Regions from separate parts of the Ovis canadensis genome. Here region 2 is linked to region 1. A link is a contact called in public Hi-C data. All regions are on one chromosome and are shown on one strand. The core of a region is the stretch at or near the end of the contact, and the rest is flanking DNA. Distances in the headings are between cores, read along the strand shown. Region 1 holds the start of SSBP2 (single stranded DNA binding protein 2). Region 2 has its middle 96 kb from the start of SSBP2.

What was found. Hi-C and Micro-C count contacts between places; a contact is called where the count stands out from the background.
Region 2: a Hi-C map of fibroblasts shows a contact between it and region 1, with 6 times the contacts expected there. The contact joins the enhancer-like site here to the promoter of SSBP2 in region 1. A contact is called at or near these places in 2 of 2 Hi-C or Micro-C datasets (fibroblasts and lung).

The regions. Positions count from the first base shown.
Region 1 is chr5:94,275,612-94,281,286 of ARS-UI_OviCan_v2, forward strand. It overlaps SSBP2 (single stranded DNA binding protein 2), which reads right to left and starts at 2,055. Exons shown (of 17, transcript XM_069592559.1): 1 at 1,208-2,055. The coding sequence starts at 1,269.
Region 2 is chr5:94,370,358-94,376,032 of ARS-UI_OviCan_v2, forward strand. No RefSeq gene overlaps it. Among named protein-coding and RNA genes, the nearest start is that of SSBP2, 96 kb to the left of the region's middle. Within about 2 kb of position 3,419, the one cell type or tissue checked has open chromatin away from gene starts, as enhancers often do. A contact at or near this core is called in fibroblasts, where this site is marked.

The sequences.
Region 1 (5,675 bases), core at 805-3,304:
ACGGTGGCATCCCAGGCCGGGAGGGGCTCTTTTCTCGCCAGCCTCCCCTGGGCTCCCACCGGAGTTAACACCTGTATCTCCTCGCCACACCGACCAAACAACTAACTCCTCCCCGTCTCCACGCTTCGACCCTTCCTGCAAGTCCGGGTTCGGACCACTGCCCCCTCCCCACCGCAGACAGCCCTCCTCGCGCCAGCGGCCGCGGCCCCCACCGCTAGTCCTCCCCGCGACCCCCGCTCGCCGCCCGGACCGCCACGGCCCTCTACGTTTGGGAGGCTGCAAGTCTCCAAAAAAAAAAAAAAAAAGTTCTCCAGCCGCCGCCGCCGCCGCCGCCGAGTTGGGTCGACTGCGAGCGGCAGAAACGCCAGCCTACCCCAGCAGCTCCCGCTTCTCGCCAGCACACTTTTCCTCCCCAGGAACTCGGTCTTTTGACTCCCAAACTTCAGCGGCGCCCCTGACGCCCCCTGCCCCAGGCTTGCGAGGCACACAGGGCTGCGAACGCGGCGTCCCTCCTCCGGACCAGGAAAGCCCCGACGCCCACCCAGCCCACGCCCCGCACACGCCCTCCGCGCCCCGCGCGCGTCTCCGCGCCCAGCGGGGCCCCGCTCGACCGCTCCACGCCCGGCTTCCGCCCGCCGCGCGCCCGGCCCCGCTGCCTTCGCCTCGCCAGGCGCAACCGGCCCCGGCGCCCGAGCCCCCCGCCGCGGCGCCCCTCGAGCAGCCCGCCCCGACCCCGGCCCGCCCCCACCGAACACCCACATTCCCTCCGCGTGGCCTCCTCCACGCAGCTGCCCCCTCTCGCCCAACCTCTACCCCCGGAGGCTCTCCGCTCCCCGCAGCCCCGGACCCCAGCTCCAAAGTTACTTTGCGAGAAGGTGAACCCGCGGGTTATTTCCCTCAATCACCCAAACAAGTTTCCATCCCCGCCACCGGCACCGCCGCCGCCCCCCGACACACTCGCTCCCTCCCTCCCGCCAGACCCCACGGCCGCCAGCCCCGCGCGAGCCCCTCCTGGGAAACAGCCGCTCCCAGCACCGCACGCCCCCCACCTCGCGCACCCCTCCCCCTGCCAGCCCACCCCCCGGCTCTCCCCCGGCAGAGAGTGTCTGTGTGTCTGGGTGTCTCCGAGAGAGTGTGCGAGTGCGTGCGTGTGTGTGTGTGTGCGCGCGTGAGAAGGCGGAGGTGGGTGAGAAGCGGAGACACTTACTTCTCCCGGGCCTGGCTGTCGGACGGGACGGCGCTGCTGTTACTCTTGCCTTTGCCGTACATGCTTGTGCCGAGAGCAGCTCCCACTGTCACGCACCTGTCAACCCATCACAGCCTCCCCGGGAACAGCCCCGTCCCCATGGCGACCCACGCAGCCACCCCCACTATTGGCCGCCCCACGCCAAAGCTCCGCCCCCTTCGCCCAGGCAACGCACGAGACTGACAGGCCTTCCCCCCCTCGACTCCCTCCGGCCTGCCGAAGCGCGCGGCGGCGGCTACAGCCTAAGCGGCAGTCTCCTCCCTCCTTCCCTCCCTCCCGGGTTCCCTCCCTCCTTCCCTCTCCGCTCTCCTCCCTCCTCCCGCTCCTCTCCGTGCCTCCCCCCTCCGAACCCCGGCGCAAGGGGGGAATTAGAAACTGCTCTAGAAGGATTTTAAACAACTGGCTGTTCCCTCCAACGCCGCCCCTCCCCCCGCACCGCCCGCGCTCGGCTCCTCACTGGAGAGAAGGCGCCGGGAGGAGGGGAAAGTGCGGCCTGGAGTCTCTGGCAGGAGCTGGCGGAGCCGGAGCGGCCGCGGCCCCAGACTTCAGGGCGCCCGCCTAGTACACAGGCAGATCTACGGCCCCAGCCGCCCTGGGGAGCCTCCCCCACCAGCCCCTTTCTCCCGCTCCTCTCCTGTCTGTGACCCCGCGCCGGTACCCAGGATTGATCTCTGCGGTCCTCGGCCCTACTCCCTGCGGTGTCGCCCCCGCCCAGCTCCCAGAGGGCCGGCTGGCGGGGGACACGCGCACTGTTCCCTCGACCTTCTGGCTGAGCGACTGGGAGCGACTCGCCTTCCCTCCTTGGAGGGACTGTGCCTGCGGCCCTTGGCGCCGCTGGGATGGCGTCGCCTGGCTCCTGGGGCCGCGCCCTGCAGCGCGGGGGAGCACTCGGCCTCGGGCCTGGCTCCTCTCTTTAGAGGTGAGCCTGCCTCCAAAAGGTGGCCCAGTGACTCCTGGGGCCTCAGTGGCCCCCACCTTGTCCTCCTAAGATCAGAGCCCCGCGACATGCCAGACGTACTGCAGAAAAGGGTCCCGGGTATCCCCACCTGGCCTGCCTCTCTAGCCTGGGGCGTTGATGCCAACTCATCCTGACCTTTGGAGTGGAAAGGACCGTAGAAGGCTTTTAAAAACATCCCTGTCTTTGTCCGTCAGAATAGGCCCCAGCCGTGCTCCAAGGTGTACAAAGCTTTTGCCAGAGCTGAAACGCTGCCCAAGAATATTCATGGATCCCAGGCCCCAATCCCATTTCAGTAAAGGCAAAAAAGTTTCTGAAAACACACACAACCTGGCTCCCAACTGAACTCCATCCTTTATCTTGTGGAGATCCTTGGATGTAAAATAAGACAGAGTGCAAACACGTTTAAAAAGAAGAGATGGACATCAAATAGGGAGTGACAGGGGGAGTGGGGTGCAGCTGGGGGTCAGATAGGGGAAAACATCAAGAAAGGATAAAAAGACCCGGAACAGCTATGGGAGGGGAGAGGAAATAACATTCAAATAGAGAAAGGTACCTTTCTTTTCCTCACATGCAGCTTTAAACTTTTAGTAGTAGGGTCATAAAAATGTATATGGAGATTCTGAGATAGATGGAATGGAAAGAAATGGGCTTGTGTGGGCATTGACAGCAAGTGATAGGAATATAACATCAACAGAAGGTTAAGGAAGGGCAGTTAGTAAAAATGAAAGAATCAGAAAAGGTGCTGGCAACCAAACATAAATCAAACACTGGGGAAAATGAAGAGAAGGGACTTGCTATGTTAAGGAAAACAAAAACAAAAAATGGAAAAGGTAAAGTGTAAAAAGAAAAATAATAACAACCAAGATTAAATGAAGTAGCCGTAGAATGTGATAGCAAAAGATGACAATTACAGAAGAGGATTGACTAATACAAAAGGATACAAGAAAAATAAACATGCTTTTATTGAAAGGACAAAAATTCAGCCAATAGAAGTGAAGATAAAGTCAAAAAAGTCACATTGGCTTAAGTTGATTTTTGAGAGGTAATTTACCTTTTCTTATTTAAAATTCTCCTCTCTGTTTACAATAACCTGCTGTGGTGGGGACAGGACATTCTTGGACCCTGAGGTACTTGGAAGTGCTGTAGGAAGGGGGAACCCCTTCCAGGGCCTGAAACTGGGCTCTTGTCTAACACTCAGAAATGAATTGTCTGAGGAGACACATGTGCTGACAAAGCAAGAGCTTTTATTGGGAAAGGGCACCAGGGTGGAGAGCAGTAGGGTAAGGGAACCCAGGAGAACAGCTCTGCCACGTGGCTCACAGTCTCGGGTTTTATGGTGATAGGATTAGTTTCCAGGTTGTCTTTAGCCAATCATTCTGACTCCGAGTCCTTCCTGGTGGTGCACGCCTTATTCAGCCAAGATGGATGCCAGAGAGAAGGACTCAGGGAGGTGGTCGGACATGTGGTGTCTCCTTTTGACCTTTCCTGAACTCTTCCAATTGGTAGTGGCTTATTAGTTCCGTGTTCCTTACCAGGACCTCATGTCGTAAAACAACTCATGCAAATAGTTACTATGGTGCCTGGCCAGGGTGGGCGGTTTCAATCAGTGTGCTTCCCCTAACAGAAGGAGTAATAACCTCCCTCTTTTAACGAAGTTCGAAATGCCCAAATGTCTATCAGGCTGTCATTGTTTACAAACTCTACCTTCAAGTTTGGTGCTATGTAATTTGCTGTTCAGTTTAATCTACTTCCATTAGCTTTAACTCAAAAAATTATTAGCATCCCCAGGCTCCATCACCCATAGAACATTCCCTATTAGATACTGGTTAGAGAATGCTGTCAAGGAGAAAACTATCAGCTGCTGCCCACACCTGGAATAAGGTAAGGTTTCCGTTTAAAACCAAGAGTGGGCTTTGTACTATTACCTAAGTTCTATATTATCTTTGCACTGGTCTTGGGATCCTCTCTAATTCTCAGTCACGACACATTAGAATTGCCTTAGAACTTTTTTCTTGTTGTTGTTCATTTGTTTTTAAATACCAGATCTGGAACCCCAGCCCAGACTAAATAAAATCAGAAACTTTGGGGATGGACCCAGGTGTCTGTATATTTTTGTAAGCCCCAGGGCTGTTGAACGCTGCTTTCAGTACCCATTTACAGACAGCCAATGGGCACCATCTTTCAGAGAAAGATTTTTAGGCTGTGGCTCTACAAAACAGATGACCCTCCCCATGTAAGACACTAAGACATCTTTACAGTGGACTTTACTTTTTCTCCATTGAGCTAATAGATTTGTTAATAGGATGAAAATATACGACTACCTGTGTTCTTATAGTGCAAGACCACAAATAGCCATGGTTTAATTTGCTATTTCCTAAAGAGAAAGGAAAATGAAGAAAGAAAACAAGAAGGACTGTTTGCTGTTTATTGCTGTAAGTTATTCATTTGATTGGACTTTACCCAGATTTGTTACATGGTAGAGTCTTTTGAATAATGGTATGTTTTCTGATATTTAAAAAATAAATAAATTCTAGATCTGCACGGTGAGGTATGGGATTCAAAGCAATTTGGTCTTAGTATCCGGAAATAATAAAATGCCAAAAGGTCTTAGTTCAGAACTTGCCAACTTAATGTCAGAGTTACCTTTACAAGAATGTTATCATGCAACAAATACACAAAGTGAAAACATGATTGTTACTCTATCTCATAACCTGACAGCTTAAGTAATCAAATCAATTATCTTTAAAATATCTAAGCAGCTACTTGAACCATCATCTCTGTTTTATTTTTCTCTTAATGTTTACACACATAAATAAAATGCTTCTTTGCCCTTGTTCAAATTATTTTGAGTACAAAGAGTGTTTTTTGCATCAGCAGCTGTATCTCACGGGGCCAATATTCTAATTAATGAGATTTGAAACACATATTCAGAGCCAAATTTGAGATCCCAGACACAGAATTGAAGACCCATGTTTTGTTTGTTTTCATTTTTTACAAGGGTGAAGAATTAGGACACTTAAAGTTTCCTACTGTAAAGAATCTCTTTTTTTTTTTTTTTTAAGAAGTTTGAAGGTTTTTTACCTCACCTATAAGGCTGATTAGATTTAGAGTAGGGGAATGCTGATCAGCTGAGCCATCAGAATGGAGTATTTGCATTTGAGGTTGATTGTTTTAAAAAACTTTTTTCTGTCAGATATAGAACACCAGAGTTATTCAATCATTAGGTCTTTTTTCCCTCCGGTTTAGTTTGGGCACATATGCACAATTTTCTCTTTCTGGAACCTGCATCTTATTCTTGGAAGTCTTTATCATTTTAAAACAGGCAGTTTATTATACCACCCTATTGAAGCTCTAGATTGACTATACATTTCTTAGATTCTAATTTTTCTCTAAAACATTGAGGTTAATAATGTCTGTATTCTTACAGTGCATGGAACTTTAGAAAAGATTTCCCTTTGCTATTAATACACA
Region 2 (5,675 bases), core at 2,169-4,668, 96 kb after region 1:
AACCTGAGTCTCCTGCATTGCAGGCAGATTCTTTACCATCTGAGCCACTGGGGAAACCCATCTTCTCTAACCAACTATTTAATATAACTCATTTGATCCATAATCCAGGCACAGCCCCTGTTCCTACAGGAAGTCCTCTGTCAAAATAAGTGCACGTCTTCATCTCTTCTTTTTTGCATCTGTCTATATGGAACAGTGAGACTCCCCTGGTGGCTCAGCAGTAAAGAATCTGCCTGCCAGTTTGGGAGACCAGGGTTCGATCCCTAGGTCAGTAAGATCTCCTGGAGCAAGAACCCACTCCAGTATTCTTGCCTGGGAAATCCCACAGACAGAGGAGCCTGGCAGGCTACAGTGCCTGGGGGTCACACGAATCGGAAACAACTTAAGCAACTAAAACAACGGCACATGGAACAGTTAAGGCCTAATCATATACATCTGAATTTCCTATTACTGTTCTATTTGACTGAAATATATGTGAACATTTAAAAGGGAGAGAGAAAATAACTTTTCAAATATAAGAAGCTACATTCTTGACCTCGATACCCTTCAACAAAGAGTATTCTTTAGGTCCTTTTTTCCTTTGGAAAGAGACACTAGCTCTAAATCCCTTAATAATTCTACTTGATTTAAATCTGACTTTAATCCTGCATGATAAATTAAGATTGTGTATCTCTTCACCTTTGCTTTTTGGAGTAATTTGTCTAACCCAACACCTGCATAAATAGATCAGCTCCTCTAGGTGATACGAAGGCACCGGGAAAAGTATCATTAGCTCCAAGACAGCTACCTTACCAGGGGGCACCCTGACCCCACGCGTGCTTGAGAGCTTCAGGAGTGGTTGCATTTAGAGACCCACACACTGAAGGAAGGACATCTGATTCCTCTGATTGCATGTAGAGTTGCTGGACAGCTGCTACAGGTCTCCTCTTACAGTAGTCCCAATCCTCCAAAGTCCTCCCACAAAAAACTCTACTTAGAAAGGGCTTCCCAGGTGGTGCTAGTGGTAAAGAACCCACCCACCAATGCAGGAGACATAAGAGATGCATGTTCGATCCCTGGGTCAGGAAGATCCCTGGAAGAGAGCATGGCAAGGCAACCCCCTCCAGTATTCTTGCCTGGAGAATCTCATGGACAGAGGAGCCTGGCGGGCCTCAGTCTATAGTGTTGCCAAAGAGTTGGACATGACTGAAGCGACTTAGCACGCATGCAGAGGAAGAAAGCATTGTCCCTGGGAGGATGCCAGGTAGCCAGCCAGAAGGAGGAACCCTGAGGTCTGCCCCAACACAGTAATTCCCTGTAGCAGGATAATGTGCCTTTCCTGGAGCTGGGCCGACTTTGCCCTGAGGTTATATTTCCACACAAAGAAGCCTTTAAGGGTGCCGGTGCAGACCTCCACACTGAAGGTTTATGTCTGTCAATCTTAGAAAAAAAGGAGGCCGTAATAAAACTACAGGAGCCAGCAGTAGGGAATTACAACTTCAGGATTAGTGGAGGTCTGCCTATAGCCCTGCTAGCTGCTGAGCGCTGATCTAAGGACAAGAATAATAAAGCGAAAGGAATTTAAGTCAATTGACTGCTGGATTGCATGAGTAGGACTCAGAGAAGCGGGTACTTGCTGAGGGTGGCGCCTGATGCTTGGCCACTGCCATCATGTCACCCCAACTGGGGGACCCAGAGTTGGAGAGGAGGGGAAAGGTTCACCCAAGTCAAACGAGTTGAGCAGGACTGCAGATGCCCAAGTTGGAGGTTTTGCTTGCAGCAGCCAGAGCAACTCCAAGAGTAATTCAAATGATTCAGTTAATAAGAACAAATGCTACTTAAGGTCTCAGTGAGTGACCACAATAGGCAGAAAAACAGGAAATACAGCAGAAGGTGGACCGGCACACTGCAAAGAGACACAAGAGGGAGAAAAAAGTGGTGCCCTCTGGGAACTAGGCAGAGGGAAAGGTGGCGAAGTCATTGAGTGCATCAGACTGGCTGGGGTGAGGTCTCCGGGGTAAGGTTGGGGAGGGATGGGACAGCAAGTGGGGAATGGAGCTGAGAATAGAGAGGGCATCATTGCCACCTGTCCAGCATCTCCACAGCCCTCATTTTGGCAGTGTGGCCCTGATTCTTGCACAGAGGCTGGTTGGACCCAGCTTGAGAGCTTCCTAAAATATCCTTGGGTCTGATGCAATATCACTTTGTGATGGCACTGCATTGCGATGCGGTGACAGGCTAACCTGTGGTGGAGTAGGAAGGCCTTTTGTGTCTTCATATGACCATGTCTGAGAGAGACCAAGTGAGCAGAGTGTTCCCAAAGGGCAATGGGGCACTTGAAAGACTGGTTAAGTTCTCTGATGAGGAAGGAATCGAGTTCCCAATACCCCACTCCCACTACAGAGAACAACCACGTTTGGAGAGCTCAGTCAGGACAGGGAGACTCAGGCAGACCCCCAGGGCACCCTAAACTGCACCGGGAGCAGAGGAAGGGTTGTGCTAAAATCAACCTTCACCCTGAAGAAAGCAGGAAAAAACAAGATAGCTTGTCCCAGAGCATGCCCTCTGGGCAAAGGAGTTGGGTTGGGGAATTGAAGAAGAGACAGGCCTAATCTGGAGAAAGCCACCAAGAACTACCAAGAGCTGGCAGCAAGGTCCAGGTTGGCCTAGGTCTCCAAATAAAAACAATTTGCCTAGCTCTAGGCCAGTCCTTGTTCTGCATCATGATATGAAATTTGAAATGTGAATTAAACCTTGCAAAGGAATGTAACTCTTTCCTCCCTCCCCCAGGCCATTCTATCTTTCTTAGAGAGGGTGAGGTGGGTCAGAGGAGGAAGGTTTAACATTTTTGCCCCTTTACCAAAACATGGAAAGTGTCCTCACCACCTCTCCCACCATCCCCGTGCCCACCCCACCCCCTCCCCAGTGCTAAGAGTGTTCAAAACTAAAAGCCGAAGCATCTTTTCAGCAAGTAATCAGCACAAGTTGAAAAGCACATGCTGTTGCATTTCTGATCAGATTGTATGTTAAGCAGGAAAATATCCCCCCCCCCACTCTCCCCCACTTTTTTTTTTTTTTGGCTAAATGCTTGTCTGTTTAAAGAAGCCACCAGGCAGTGCCTCTCACTTTGTCTTGGCAGGGCACAACCATCAGACGAAGTGGGAGGAAGAAACATTAACTTCAACAGCTGTTTCTTGACCCCGGCTGTCAGTCTTCCCAAGAATAAATTTTGGAGAGTCCTATTTGAAACAAAGAGGGAGTTTTGGGGGAGAGAAAAGTTGGTTGATTCCAGGGCGGCCGCCTAAAGGAGCAGAGACCAAGATGCTGGCAGTTACCATGCAGCCTGCCAGCCTCTGCCGGGTGTAGGGGTGGAGCAAAGTAACTTGAAAGCTCCCCTCTCGGCGCCCTGTGCCTGCAGCTTCCCCCCCTAACGCGCGCCCAGATCCAGCGCCGGTGGTAAGAGCCGTAGCTCGACTACAGTAATTCCCCAGCTCGGGCGGCTTGAAACTGCTCGGGCTGAATAGCATTTGCTGTTCCGTCCGGCGGCCGCCTCCCGCCGCAGCTGCCGCGCTCCCTGCAAAGCAGCTCTCATTATCCCGGAAGTTGTGCTGACACTGTCTCGCTGCCACCAGAAGTTTGTCAACATCAAACTTCTCCTGTGTGGGGTACGTTCACCTTCCACGAGTATTTAATCTAGCCAACAAGCAAACAAACAAACCCAAATAAACCTGCCCGTGATGTCATGGTCTTTTTTTTTTTTTTTTTTTTGCTTTTGCTTTCCTGGAAGGCTGGGGCTGGTAGGAATTTGCTGGTGGGCGCTCAGAGCGCCGGTAGGTTTTAGGGGGTCTGGCGATCAGGGACGCCCCCGACCCAGGGTGAGGAGTAGGGAAGGGATTGGGATGGTGTGGGGAAGACTGGGGCTGGGAGGCGGGGGCCAGGGCCGGGGCCGGCGGATGGGTCCTGCAACGTCTTGGCTGCGGTGGGTTTGGAGGATGCCCTGTCATGGGGCGAAGGTTGTTGCTTGGCGGCCCCGACCCCGCAGCAAAGGTTACCTGGACCAGGTGGCCAGGCGTGTATAACCGCGGGGGTTTTCTTCACTCCCACTGCACTCTGTACGCCTGCAGGACGTTTCTACAAACACCCCTTGGGGTCTTTGGGAATAAAGGGCATTAGGGTCATAAATGTATTTTTGAGGCTTCAGCTGCAACATCAAAGAAATCCTTGAGATCTGAGGGCAGCACCTTTTCAGCTACCTTGATAAAACCGTTTGGTCTAAACTTAACTCCTTTCCCTAAGCCAGGTCTCCAGGTTTAGTTTGAGTTGCTCCTGGGTTTGGGTGTTTGTGGTTTCCAGTTGCTCTCCCGCTGAGACACTCCTGGCTCTGTCGCCGGGTGGAGGGGGGAGAGGAGGAAGAGGAGGATTGTGATTAACCCTTTCCGCCCCGTGCTTTTATCCGGGTACAGTCAATCCTACTCAGACTGGAGAGGACAAGGCCTGACTTGCCGAGTTTTGGCACTCATGAATTAGTACCCCTTGAGGGCTATGGGTTTTGGGGGAGGAGCTGGAACCTCGGACACTGATATTAACTTTATGTCTAGTTTGGGGAGGCCACACTCCTCCCCAACTAGATATAAAGACAGGGGAGATCCCAGGGAGGGTGCTGCTGTATAAGTCAAGTCAGGTGTGGGCAACTGAGGGGGTTCAAAATCCCTAAAGCAAGCGGCAGCCCAAAGCCTGCCCTCTTGAATTGGAAATCTGTCCACTTGTGGATGCAGCAAAATTTTTCTGTATTCTTCAATAATAAGTCAGAGTGGATAAATACCTCTATAAAGAATATTACCCATTATCCAGTATGGTATTGCAGAGACGCTGATTTAATCCATTTAGGGAGGCAGGTACTCGATTTACTCTTGCTGGTAGACTGTTATTAACCACGTTTTTAGAAAAATTATATCTACAGTCACCTATGTTTGATAACAAGAAGCAAGACGATCTCTCTTATTTTCCAAACTACCCTAAACAGGAAAATTGTGCTAGTCCCAAAGGGCTAACTTACCTTAAACACAAAACAAAAACAAAAAGCTAAAAATAAAACCTAAAGAACTGAGGTGTTTCTCCGGCACTGGAAGTTACTTTTGACAAACACAAATCAAACTGATTCAAATACATTTCTAGAGCAGCCAGCCCTAAAAAAAATTAAAAAATAAAAGCCACACACAAAGAAGTGTGTATTCTTAAAAGTTTCGCTATTCACTACAGTGAATTTTCCTTGTTGGTCTTGCCTCAAAAGTCTCCCTGAATTATTCAGACTTATTTTCTTTGGGTGGTACTTTAATTTTTATTTATTTATTTTCTTACAATCCACAAAGTACTACTCAACATTGTTGTACCTCAGTGTGGACATGAATCAAGAAGGACGTGTGGAGGATTCCATTTCCAACTCCATGTGCATGAATTTTTTGCCCTGGCTGTTAATCTGTCATGGTGTAAAAAGCCTGATTTACAAAGGCTGGAGGACTTTTTTGCAGAGCAAGGTTTTGTATGGTTTCTATGGCTGGGCTTATATACAAATAAAACTATTTTGCATTTCTGTCCACAATTTCCTAGTTGCACAAGGATAATTTTCAGAGTTTTCAGCTTCTAGTCCCTGAATGGGAGCGGCAAGCATGAGGAAACAATTTCTTTTTACAGTGATG